Regions from separate parts of the Mus musculus genome. Here region 2 is linked to region 1. Evidence: chromatin contacts called from public HiChIP or PLAC-seq data. All regions are on one chromosome and are shown on one strand. The core of a region is the stretch at or near the end of the contact, and the rest is flanking DNA. Distances in the headings are between cores, read along the strand shown. Region 1 holds the start of Arpin (actin-related protein 2/3 complex inhibitor). Region 2 has its middle 29 kb from the start of Zfp710.

Region 1 (5,267 bases), core at 1,763-4,262:
ACTATGAAGCACTGACTAAACGTAAAGCATTTTTTTACAGCTGGGTTTGACAACGCACATCTGTAACCCCTGCACTAGGAAAGGAGGATTGCTCTGAGCTCAAGCCTAGCCTGGGTGACACTGTGAGTTCAAGCCAAGCCTTTAATACATAGCAAAAATGCTGTAAATAAATAAATGGTCCTACACTTTTAGTTAAGCAAATTTGGGAGTGTTGAGGCCTGTTCCTTTTAACATAACTATAACCATTTTGTATTCAGTCTCCGTTTTGCTCTTAAGGTGAAATTAAGTTCAGATTCCTAGACTCTTATTTCTCAGAAGTAATTATCCATAGCTGACACTAAAGAATGTTACTAATAAGCCAAAAAGTTCAGGCTGAATCATTTGTCCTCTGTTATCTCAATGTTCTGAAATTCCCCTGTTCACCACCTGTCCACCACCCTCTCACCTCACTCAGGACCAATCAGCTTAAAGGCTGACTGATAATAGTTTGTCATGTTAGCCAAAAATGTTGTACCATGCCGGGCAGTGGTGGCGCACACCTTTAATCCCAGCACTCGGGAGACAGAGGCAGGCGAATTTCTGAGTTCGAGACCAGCCTGGTCTACAAAGTGAGTTCCAGGACAGCCAGGGCTACACAGAGAAACCCTGTCTAAAAAAAAAAAAAAAAAAATGTTGTACCACTTCACTGCTTGCCTTCAAACTTTTGTTTGTTTGTTTGTTTGTTTGTTTGTTTGTTTTTCGAGACAGGGTTTCTAGACTGTGTAGTCCTGGCTGTCCTGGAACTCACTCTGTAGACCAGGATGACCTCAAACTCAAAAATCCTCCTGCCTCTGCCTCCTGAGTGCTGGGATTAAAGGCATGCGCCACCACTGCCCGGCTTGCCTTAAAACTTTTGAACCTGTTTTTTCCTATAAAAAGCCTGCCCTGAGGACAGACTGGTAGGTTTTTCCTTCCTGTGGACCTGGACGTCCAGTATTATGATGGGTGTTCAATAAACTGTTCTTGCTTAACTAAGGTTGGTGTATGTATGGTTTGAGTGGTAATTCCCAGACCCCAACCTGAGCAAGTGTCTTTGGTACAATAAATCAGGTTTCCTTTTTCATTCCCCCCCCCCTTTTTTTAAGATTTATTTATTTATTATATATAAGTACACTGTTGCTGTCTTCAGACATTCCAGAAGAGGGCATCAGATCTCATCACAGGTGGTTGTGAGCCACCATATGGTTGCTGGGATTTGAACTCAGGACCTTCAGAAGAGCAGTCAGTGCTCTTAACTGCTGAGCCATCTCTCCAGCGCCCCTCTCCCCCTTTTTTTAAAGACAAGATTTCCCTATGTATCTCTAGCTGTCCTGGAACTCACTAAGTAAACCAAACTGCTTTGAACTCAGAGACCAACCTGCCTCTGCCTTCCAAGTACTGGGATTAAGGTTGTGAGCCACCACACCTGGGTGCTTTTATTATTTTTTATTTATGTGGAAGTATGTGTGACTGTGTGAGTATAAGCATGTATACTGGTGTGTACTGGTGCCTGTGGAGTCCAGAGAAGGAACCAAATCCCCAACAGCTGGACTTACAAGCAGTTTTGAGTCCCCTGCTGCGGGTGCCAAGAATGGAACCCAGGTCCTCTGGTGAGACGTGGCTTTGCCCACTTTAAAGAACCTCCATGCTCCTGTTCCCATTCATACCTACATGGTCATCAAGGAGATGGCTATTGTCACCAGACAGCTGGAAATTAGAGACTCTGAGATGTGGGAATTAGCCCAAAATCACGGCATCCCACACAGAGTGGAACCAGAACCAGAACTGGCTCCTTATCATTCTATAAAAGGGGAACCTGGGACCTGGGGACCTGGGGACTTTCCACTTTGAAACCATTAACCTGGGGAAAAGGGTGGGTCTAAGAAGACAGACTGTGGAAGAGGGCTGGGTCAGGATTCCTTGCCTCTAATTACTCTTAAATTATTTCCAAAAATATTTAACTGACAAAGACAGGTTATATCGAAGGCATTTATCAAGAAAACTTGATATGTACACATTGCATAATGACTCACACCACCAAATTTATGTATACATTATATCCTCAGAACTTATTCCCCCTTTGACTGAACCTGCTCCACTGGAGACCTTATGAGTTGGACTTTAGATTCCACTTCCTAGATGACGCGATATTTTGGTTTTCTGGGCCTGGCTTCTTTCATGTAGAATAATTCTTGTTGTTTCTGACTGTAAATGAAATTGTCCATCCTGCTTATTACCCTCCGGATATTCCCACCCTCCCTCTATTGTTCCTGCCACACCACAAACTGGTCACCAGTGATGCAGTGTGACAGATGGCTAGAGTTTAGAGCCCTGGTGTGGGGAAAAGACGGAGGTCAGTGGGAACCCCAGCACCGCCTCTGTAGTTCCATTTGGGAGTCTGGGCATCCCTCCAGTGGATATTCTTGCAGGCGGGAATTTCAAGTTTATCTGTCTTCCCAGCGTGTGTTGGCCAGGGACCTTGGGAAGAGCCAGCTGGATGCCTGGGGTGGTTTTGGCAACCCCAGTTTCTCTCCCCAGTGTCCCCTACACCCCCAACCCCCATCAATCTTTGAGCAGGACTCAGATCTTGAGTTCGACAGAGGCCTCAGGGATGCTCCAGGGAGCCCAGGCCCCAGGGATGCTCCCAGGCCACTACGGCTGGCCATAGTAGGGGCCAGGGCCCCGACTCAGCCAATCCTGGCAGTTCCCTTGCCCAGTCCACATCTGGCTAACAATGTGGGAAGGGGAGGGAAGCACAGCCCACCTCTGGCCAGTAGCGGAGTCCCTGGCCCGGTGGACAGAGTACAACCCACCCCTGGTCAGCCGCGGAAGAAAGTGCAACCCATCTCTGGCCAGCAACCGGATGGACAGAGCACATCCTACCCTTGGTGGGTGGCAGGGTCCCAGGTTCCCGGCAGGCGCGCGCTCTGCACGGCCTTGTTGCGGAGGGCGCTATCCTGGTAGATGCGGCTCATTTTCCCCACGCCGAGGCCCTGTGGCTCCAGGAAGCAACCGGCGCGTAGGGCGGGGCACCTCGGGGACAGGAGCTTGGAGGTCGCTGCAGCACCAGCTTCCCGGGTTAACAGATCCGGGAAGCTAGTCCGAGGCGTTCCCAGTTGGGACTTAAAGGGGCCGAGCCTCATTCCTGACAGCCAGACCTCGTGCAGTAACAGGGGGCTTTTGGAATGACCACTGTCCTTCATGTCCTTATAGACTAAGACAGAAAGATCGAGAGTTCGGTCCCCATCTGTACTATACAGAGATTCTGTCTCAAAACACATCAATATACAAAAAAGCGGCCTTGAAGCTTAGGAAAGTAGATCTTTCTTGGGATCTGTTCTGGTAGGACATTTTCTCAGGGAGCAGGAAGGGAGAAGACGGGACAGCAACGAGGAACCACAGAGCGGTCTCCATGGACTCTGCCCTTTTGGACCTCCCCGTGGTTCCGCAATGGCTTAGGGGAGTTCCCAGAATGTGTGACGGAGTAGGGATAGGTCAGATCTGCAGCAAGGGAAACCTCAATCTCTGCAATCCCAGCAAGTTCCTCAACCTTTAATGAGCCTACGCTTCTTGCTCAGCAAAAATAGAAAGAAACGTGTCTAATGGTTTGTAAAGATAGAACTCTCCCTCTCCTAGTCTCGTGGACATAGCATTCATTACTTTGTCTCACACTTCTCAAGGATTCGGATGGATCGATCGCTTCTCTAGCCCCACAGTGCCCTTTGCTCCAGAGTGTCTGCAAGCCTTTTATTCTCAGCCTGCACCCGGGAATCTCCTCCGACCCGGAAATCATTGGGAAATCGTCTTGTTTTATTGGCTCCTTTGTGCCAAATTCTGGCGCAGGTGGCCACATTCTGTTGTGCCAGGTGTGCCCCTGCCTCAGCCACAATGAAGATACCCGAGAGTCCAGGGTGAGTTGTTAGCTTTGGAAGGAGCTCTCTCTCCCACATAGTATCACCACAGAATGGTCTCAGACACTTTATTTTTAAGGGTCCTTCCTCTTTTAACAAAATATAAATATTTTTAAGACATTATTTTATGTATCTCAGGCTGGCTTTGAACTCGCTATGTAGCCAAGGATAACTTCAAACCCCTTTCTCCTTACAATACTTCCCCAAGAACCAGGATTACAGGTGTGGGCCACCCACTGCACCTGGATTATTTGGTACTGGGGGTTCAATCCAGGACTTTATGAACGTTAGGCAAACAGTCTTCTCAAGCCACATCCTCAGCTCCAAAAATATAGTTTTGTGGATCCCTAAAAATGTAACAGACCCTAGACAGGATGTCTGTGACTAGTCAACCCCAGCCTATGTTGGACCTGTCAGGCAGCTCTGTAATTCCCAGAAAGAAGGACAACAATCCTCTGGGGAGGACTGTCCTCTGTGTCCTCTGGCAAGTCCTAGGCTCATAGGCACCTGACTCCTCTGCCTCCTTCCTCTTCTGTCCCTTTCCTGGGTCACTGCCCCTTCGCACAGGCTCTAAATGTGCAATGCCCTCTGTGGACGCTATACGTAGCTACTTAAATTGTATTTTAACAGTGCCGAAAATAGAACCCAGGGTGTTTGTGAACACCAGACAAGTGTTCAACCAGGGAGCTGCATACCCAGTCTAAACCATAGATGATAGAATCTAAATAATATAGAAAAAGGGCTTCTCCTTTGCTGGTCACAGGGCTCCACGCCTGTAATCCCAGTGCTTACAAGCTTGAACTATATAGTGGGTACCAGGCTAGCAGGGCTACATTGTGAGAGTCTGCCTCAAAATTCCCAAACAATAATAAAAGTAAATTTGCACATTAAAATTCACTTCCTCAGCCACTAGTCATGTATGGGGTGGGGGTGGGGGAGTTATTTGTTTGTGTTGATGGTGGTTTCTAGGTTTTGTTTGTTTGTTTGTTTGTTTTGTTTTTTGATTGGTTGGTTGGTTGGTTTTGCTGTTCTTGTTGTTGTCTTTTGTTTGGAGACAAGGTCTCACTAAATAGCCTTGGCCAGCCTGGAACTTACTATGTAGACCAGGCTGGCCTGGAACTCATAGAGATTCACCTTCCTCTGCCCCTCGAGTGTTGGGATTAAAAGTGTGTGCCACCAGGCCGGGCAGTTTGTCACATTTTAAAATAAAGACCATTATTTCTTTTTCAGCCAGGATTCTTCTTCTGCCCATCACCTTTCCAGGTGATGAGAGAGTGAGACCAGGTGAGTCTGACGAGGGTCGATGGAGCTGACAGCATGGGCTCTCTCTATTCTTGT
Region 2 (5,267 bases), core at 1,742-4,241, 63 kb after region 1:
CTCCTAAACTGGCAGGTCAGCTGGACCCGAGAGCTATTGCAACTCCATGCTGGGAATCTTCTACAGAATGGAGAATTCTAGAAATCGGATCTAGAAGTTTGATACCGAGGGTCATGACGAGCACTGCGTTCCAATTCCAGAAAAGAGCAGCAGTTAGTCTCTGGTTGCTGATCAGTCACAGGAGAGCCTCAGCCACCCATGTAAACAACACCTCGGGATTGGGGGGGCTTTCCCAGACTTTTTCAACAGCAAATCCCTGGAACTCTGGCACTGGGGCAGTGCTGCTGGATGGGAGATTCCTGAGGTCCCAACTGCAAACCCTGGCTGTGTCCCTTCTACCCACACATGGCAATAGATGCACTACCACCCAAGACCTGAGAAATACTAAGGCTGGGAACAGAGCTCAGTGAGGGAGGGGTGGGGGAGCGGTTAAGCAAAGAAAGAATTGTCACTTTTAATTTTACTAGTGTGTGTGTGTGTGTGTGTGTGTGTGTGTGTGTGTGTATGTGTTTATGTCTATATGTGTGTCTGTGTGTGTGTCTATGTCTGTATTTGTGTCTATGTCTGTGTGTGTATGTGTGTATGTGTATGTGTTTATGTCTGTATGTGTGTCTATGTATGTGTGTGTGTCTATGTCTGTATTTGTGTCTATGTCTGTGTGTGTATGTGTGTATGTGTATGTGTTTATGTCTGTATGTGTGTCTATGTATGTGTGTGTGTCTATGTCTGTATTTGTGTCTATGTCTGTGTGTGTATGTGTGTGTGTGTGTGTTTATGTCTGTATGTGTGTCTATGTGTGTGTGTGTTTATGTCTGTATGTGTGTCTGTGTGTGTGTGTGTGTGTGTGTATGTGTGTATTTGTGTTTGTGCACATATGACAAGCTGAGATGAGAATTCAGGACGAGCTTGGCAGTGAGTCTATCTGTATAGAGGGCTAGCTACAAGTTCTGTACAAGATCCTGTCTCAAAAATCAAGGTGGTTCCTGACATTAGTGCCTTAGGCCTTTCATCTCAACACTCAGTGGCAGAAGCAGACTGTGAGTTCAAAGCTAGCCTGGTCTACAGAGTGAGTTCCAGGACAGCCAGGGCTACACAGAGAAACTGTCTCAATAGATAGATAGATAGATAGATAGATAGATAGATAGATAGATAGATAAGATTTATTTATTATTATAGATAAGTACACTGTAGCTGACTTCAGATGCACCAGAAGAGGGTGCCAGATCTCATTATGGGTGGTTGTGAGCCACCATGTGGTTGCTGGGATTTGAACTCAGGACTTTCGGAAGAGCAGTCAGTGCTCTTACCCACTAAGCCATCTCGCCAGCCCAATAAAAGGGTTTTTTAAGGTAAAGCTGTTTTGTTATATTTATAAAGAGCTAGCCAAGCATGTTGGCTCACACCAACATTCAAGTGGCAGAAACAGAAGATTTCTGTGAGTTCAAGGACAGCCTGGTCTACAGAGCAGATTCTAGGCCAGCAAGGGCTACATAGTGAGACCATGTCAAAAACGGGGTAGGGGCAGCTAGCCCAGTCCCCTCACTGTGTTCTGGCTTCTTGTCATTCGATGAAATCAATCTTTCCCTCCTGTTAACGTTTCTTCCTTGATGCGGTTTGTCTTCGGTGCCATCTGTCATATTGTGACCGTCTTTTTGTTATGTTTTGTTTTTTGTTTTTTGACCCAGGGTTTCTTTGTATAGCCCTGGCTGTCCTGGAACTCACTCTGTAGACCAGGCAGGCCTCGAACTCAGAGATCCGCCTGCCTCTGCCTCTCAAGTGCTGGGGTTAAAGGCGTGCGCCACCACACCCGGCTTACATTGTGACAGTCTTGCTACATGCCTGGAATGCTCTCTGTAAACCAGACTAGCCTGAATATGTGTAGCAACCCTCCTTTCTGTGCTTCCTGAGTTGCTGGGATGTCACATATGGCAAACCTCTTTTCTTTAAAAAGTACCCAGCCGTCAGGTGTGGTGGCACACACCTTTAATCCCAGCACTTGGGAGGCAGAGGCAGGCGGATTTCTGAGTTCGAGGCCAGCCTGGTCTACAAAGTGAGTTCCAGGACAGCCAGGGCTACACAGAGAAACCCTGTCTCGAAAAAAAAAAAAAGTACCCAGCCTTGAGCATTTTGTTGTGTCAATACAAAACAATTAGGAAGATGTCTCAGCTGGAACTAAAAGGAATTTCTGAGGCCCTCAAGCGTGATGGCTAGAACTCAGCTCTTCTCAGACTAGTGGGACTAGATCACAGAGAATAGCAGTCTGTGCTTAAAGACGCCAAGGTGAGGTCACTCTGTGTCTTCTTCCTCCACAGCACTGTAGAGTTCCCGAGATCCTTTCTTCCTCTTTCCTGTTTCCTCTTCCTCTTCTCTCACCATAAGTAAAATCCCCATCTAAGTAACACACCAACTTTGTCCACATAAAGATAAGAGCAGCCTCACTCCAGTTGTGCTGCTGTCTTTTGCAGAGCCTGCCCAGGGTAAGGTGTCCTCATCTCTTACTGCACTTCCAACAACAAATGTAGCAGGCAGGAGCCTCTGTGCACTCATTGTACCACACAAGTCTTTTTGTTGTTGTTTTGTTTTGGATTTTTTTGGTTTTTTTCCAAGACAGGGTTTCTCTTGTCTGGCTGTCCTGGAACTCACTCTGTCGACCAAGCTGGCCTCAAACTCAGAAATCTGCCTGCCTCTGCCTCCCAAGTGCTGGGGTTAAAGGCGTGTGCCAACACTGCCTGGCTACCACACACAAGTCTTAGAGTTGGTCTCCATGTGCCCATTTTACAGATGAGGTAGCAAAGATTCAGAAGGTTGCTCATGGCTCTCTGCCTGAATTTTCCAGTCAGTTCCACTTAAAGAGTAGGCTGTTCCTTTTCTTTGTGTGTCTTAGTTAATTTTGTATTGCTATAATAAAACACCATGACCAAGACAACTTATAAAAGAAAGTGTTTCATCGGGTTTATAGTTCCAAAGGGTTAAAGTCCATGATGCTGGAGCAAAGGCTGAGATGGCAGCAGGAACAGCAGGAGAGAGCTCACATGGCAGGCAGTGAGCCACAGTCAGCAGTCAAGAGAGCACTTGCTCTAAATGTCTTGGATCTGTTGGCTTTGTTTGGTTTTGTGGGGGCAAGGGTGTTTTGTTTGCTTCCTTCCTTGCTTGCTTGTTTGTTTTGAGATAGGGTTTCTCTGTGTAGTGCTGGCTGTCCTGGAAGACTCTGTAGACCAGACTGACCTCAAACTCACAAAGATCCGCCTGTCTCTGCCTCCCAAGTGCTGGGATTAAAGGTGTACACCACCACCACCACCAGCAGCAGCCAGCTGGTATGAGTCTTTTGAAACCCCAAAGCTTCCCCCCTAGTGACTTGGAGCCACCAGCTAAAGACCAAGTATTTCAAGATATGAGGGCTGGCAAGATGGCTTAGTGGGTAAAAGCACTGACTACTCTTCTGAAGGTCCTGAGTTCAAATCCCAGCAACCACCCAAAATGAGATCTGACACCCTCTTCTGGTGTGTCTGAAGTCAGCTACAATGTACTTACATATAATAATAAATAAATCTTTGGGCCTGAGCGAGTGGGGCCGACCAGAGCAAGCAGAGGTCCTAAAAATTCAATTCCCAACAATCACATGAAGGTTCACAACCATCTGTACAGTTACAGTATGTGTATTCACATACTCACATACATAAAAATAAATAAATATTCGAGGCCAGCCTGGTCCACAGAGTGAGTTCCAGGACAGCCAGAGCTATTCAGAGAAACCCTGTCTCAAAAAAAACCAAAATAAATAAATAAATCTTTAAAGATATGAGCCTTTGAGAACCTTTCTCACTGAAACTACAAGTGTGTGTGTGTGTGTGTGTGTGTGTGTGTCTGTGTGTGTCTGTGTATGTGTGTCTGTCTGTCTGTCTGGTGTTTGTACACATGAGCAGTGGCTTGCTTACACCTGTGCATATGTACAGAGACAGAGAAGGCCATCAGGTGTCCTGCACTGTTATTCCCTGCCTTATTTATTCCCTTGAGACAGGTTCTCTTAATGAACCTGGAGCTAGGCTAGCAGTAAGCAAGTGCCCCACCCCCACAGCTTTTTAAAAATGTAAATGTTTTGCCTGCAAGTATGTAAGGGCACCCTATGTGCACAGAGCCAGAGGACACCAGAAAAGGCTGTCAGAAACCAAAGTTAGAGGTGGTTATGAGCAATTGTGTGACCAAACCTGGACTGGTGATGTTGGCTGCTATAAGGAAGCAAACCAGGCAAACCCTAAAGAGCAAGCCTGTGAGCAGAACTCCTCTGTAGCTGGCTTGGGCTGCTTTGTGGGTTCTTCTTTCTTCCACCCTTCTAACCCCCTAATACTAGATAAGAGAAAAAGAGAAAGGAAAGGAAAGAGATCCCTGAACAAAGTCAGAGTCAGAAAGGGGTCAATTAGCCAGGCAGTGGTGGCGCATGCCTTTAACCCCAGCAAGGAGGGAGGCAGAGGCAGGCGGATTTCTGAGTTCGAGGCCAGCCTGGTCTACAGAATGAGTTCCAGAACAGCCAGAGCTACACAGAGAAACCCTGTCTCGAAAAAAAAGAAAAAAGAAAAGGAAAGAAAGGGGGCAACTTTATCCTTAGACTACTTCCTGCTGATGAGGGGTGTGGCGCTCCAGGCAAGTTGATCTTTGACATCAGGATATCTAATTTCTTCCTGTTGTGGTTTCTTCTTGCGCATGGCTACTTAACAAGCCATGACCAACCATGACCCACAACAACCAACTAACACCCCGTCACACACACAAATGACCAACACACTCACCTATCCTTGGGGCCCTAGCTTTTATATATTCTCTGAAAAGTCCCGAGAATCCCAGACTTCACACAATCGCAAAAACTATCCACAGCTGGCAAAATCACACCCCTGCCAGAGCACGAGGTAAATCATAATCAGCTGCTGTGGACAATCTGAAGCAGCCCCGTATCCCACGCCTGGGATTAAAATGAAAACATATTCTTATAATATTTCTGTGTTTTGTAAAGAAACCAAAATTCCAAAGTGCTTACTACACCCCCTCCTCCATGGTCTCTGGTTCAGTTCCTGCCTCTAGGTTCCTACCCTGACTTCCTTGGATGATGGACTACAGGCCATAAGCGAAAACAAGTTCTTTCTTCCCCAAGCTGCTTTTGTTCACGGTGTTTTATCACAGCAATGGGAACCCTCAGTATGACCTTCATTCAGTCCCCACAAAGTACTTTATGAAGTGGGCCCTGCTCTCCCATTTGCCAGAGGAGAAAACTGAGG

The links. HiChIP or PLAC-seq counts read pairs in DNA pulled down with a chosen protein or histone mark.
Region 2: an H3K4me3 HiChIP or PLAC-seq map of intestinal villus epithelium shows a contact between it and region 1, with 12 read pairs. The contact joins the enhancer-like site here to the promoter of Arpin in region 1. A contact is called at or near these places in 9 of 39 promoter capture datasets (the 3T3-L1 cell line, 3T3-L1-derived adipocytes, embryonic stem cells and 4 more), 26 of 484 Hi-C or Micro-C datasets (the AML12 cell line, the C2C12 cell line, the CH12 cell line and 18 more), 9 of 115 datasets of contacts at active chromatin or transcription factors (T-cell acute lymphoblastic leukemia, bone marrow-derived dendritic cells, bone marrow-derived macrophages and 5 more) and 1 of 9 other capture datasets (pancreatic islet).

The regions. Positions count from the first base shown.
Region 1 is chr7:79,932,252-79,937,518 of GRCm38.p6, forward strand. It overlaps Arpin (actin-related protein 2/3 complex inhibitor), which reads right to left and starts at 3,013. Exons shown (of 6, transcript NM_027420.4): 1 at 2,902-3,013. The coding sequence starts at 2,993. It overlaps Gm31966 (a long non-coding RNA gene), which reads left to right and starts at 3,188. Exons shown (of 3, transcript XR_391645.4): 1 at 3,188-3,929; 2 at 5,160-5,213.
Region 2 is chr7:79,994,965-80,000,231 of GRCm38.p6, forward strand. No RefSeq gene overlaps it. Among named protein-coding and RNA genes, the nearest start is that of Zfp710, 29 kb to the right of the region's middle. Within about 2 kb of position 2,992, at least 17 of the 459 cell types and tissues checked have an H3K27ac peak or open chromatin away from gene starts, as enhancers often do. A contact at or near this core is called in bone marrow-derived macrophages, intestinal crypt epithelium and intestinal villus epithelium, where this site is marked.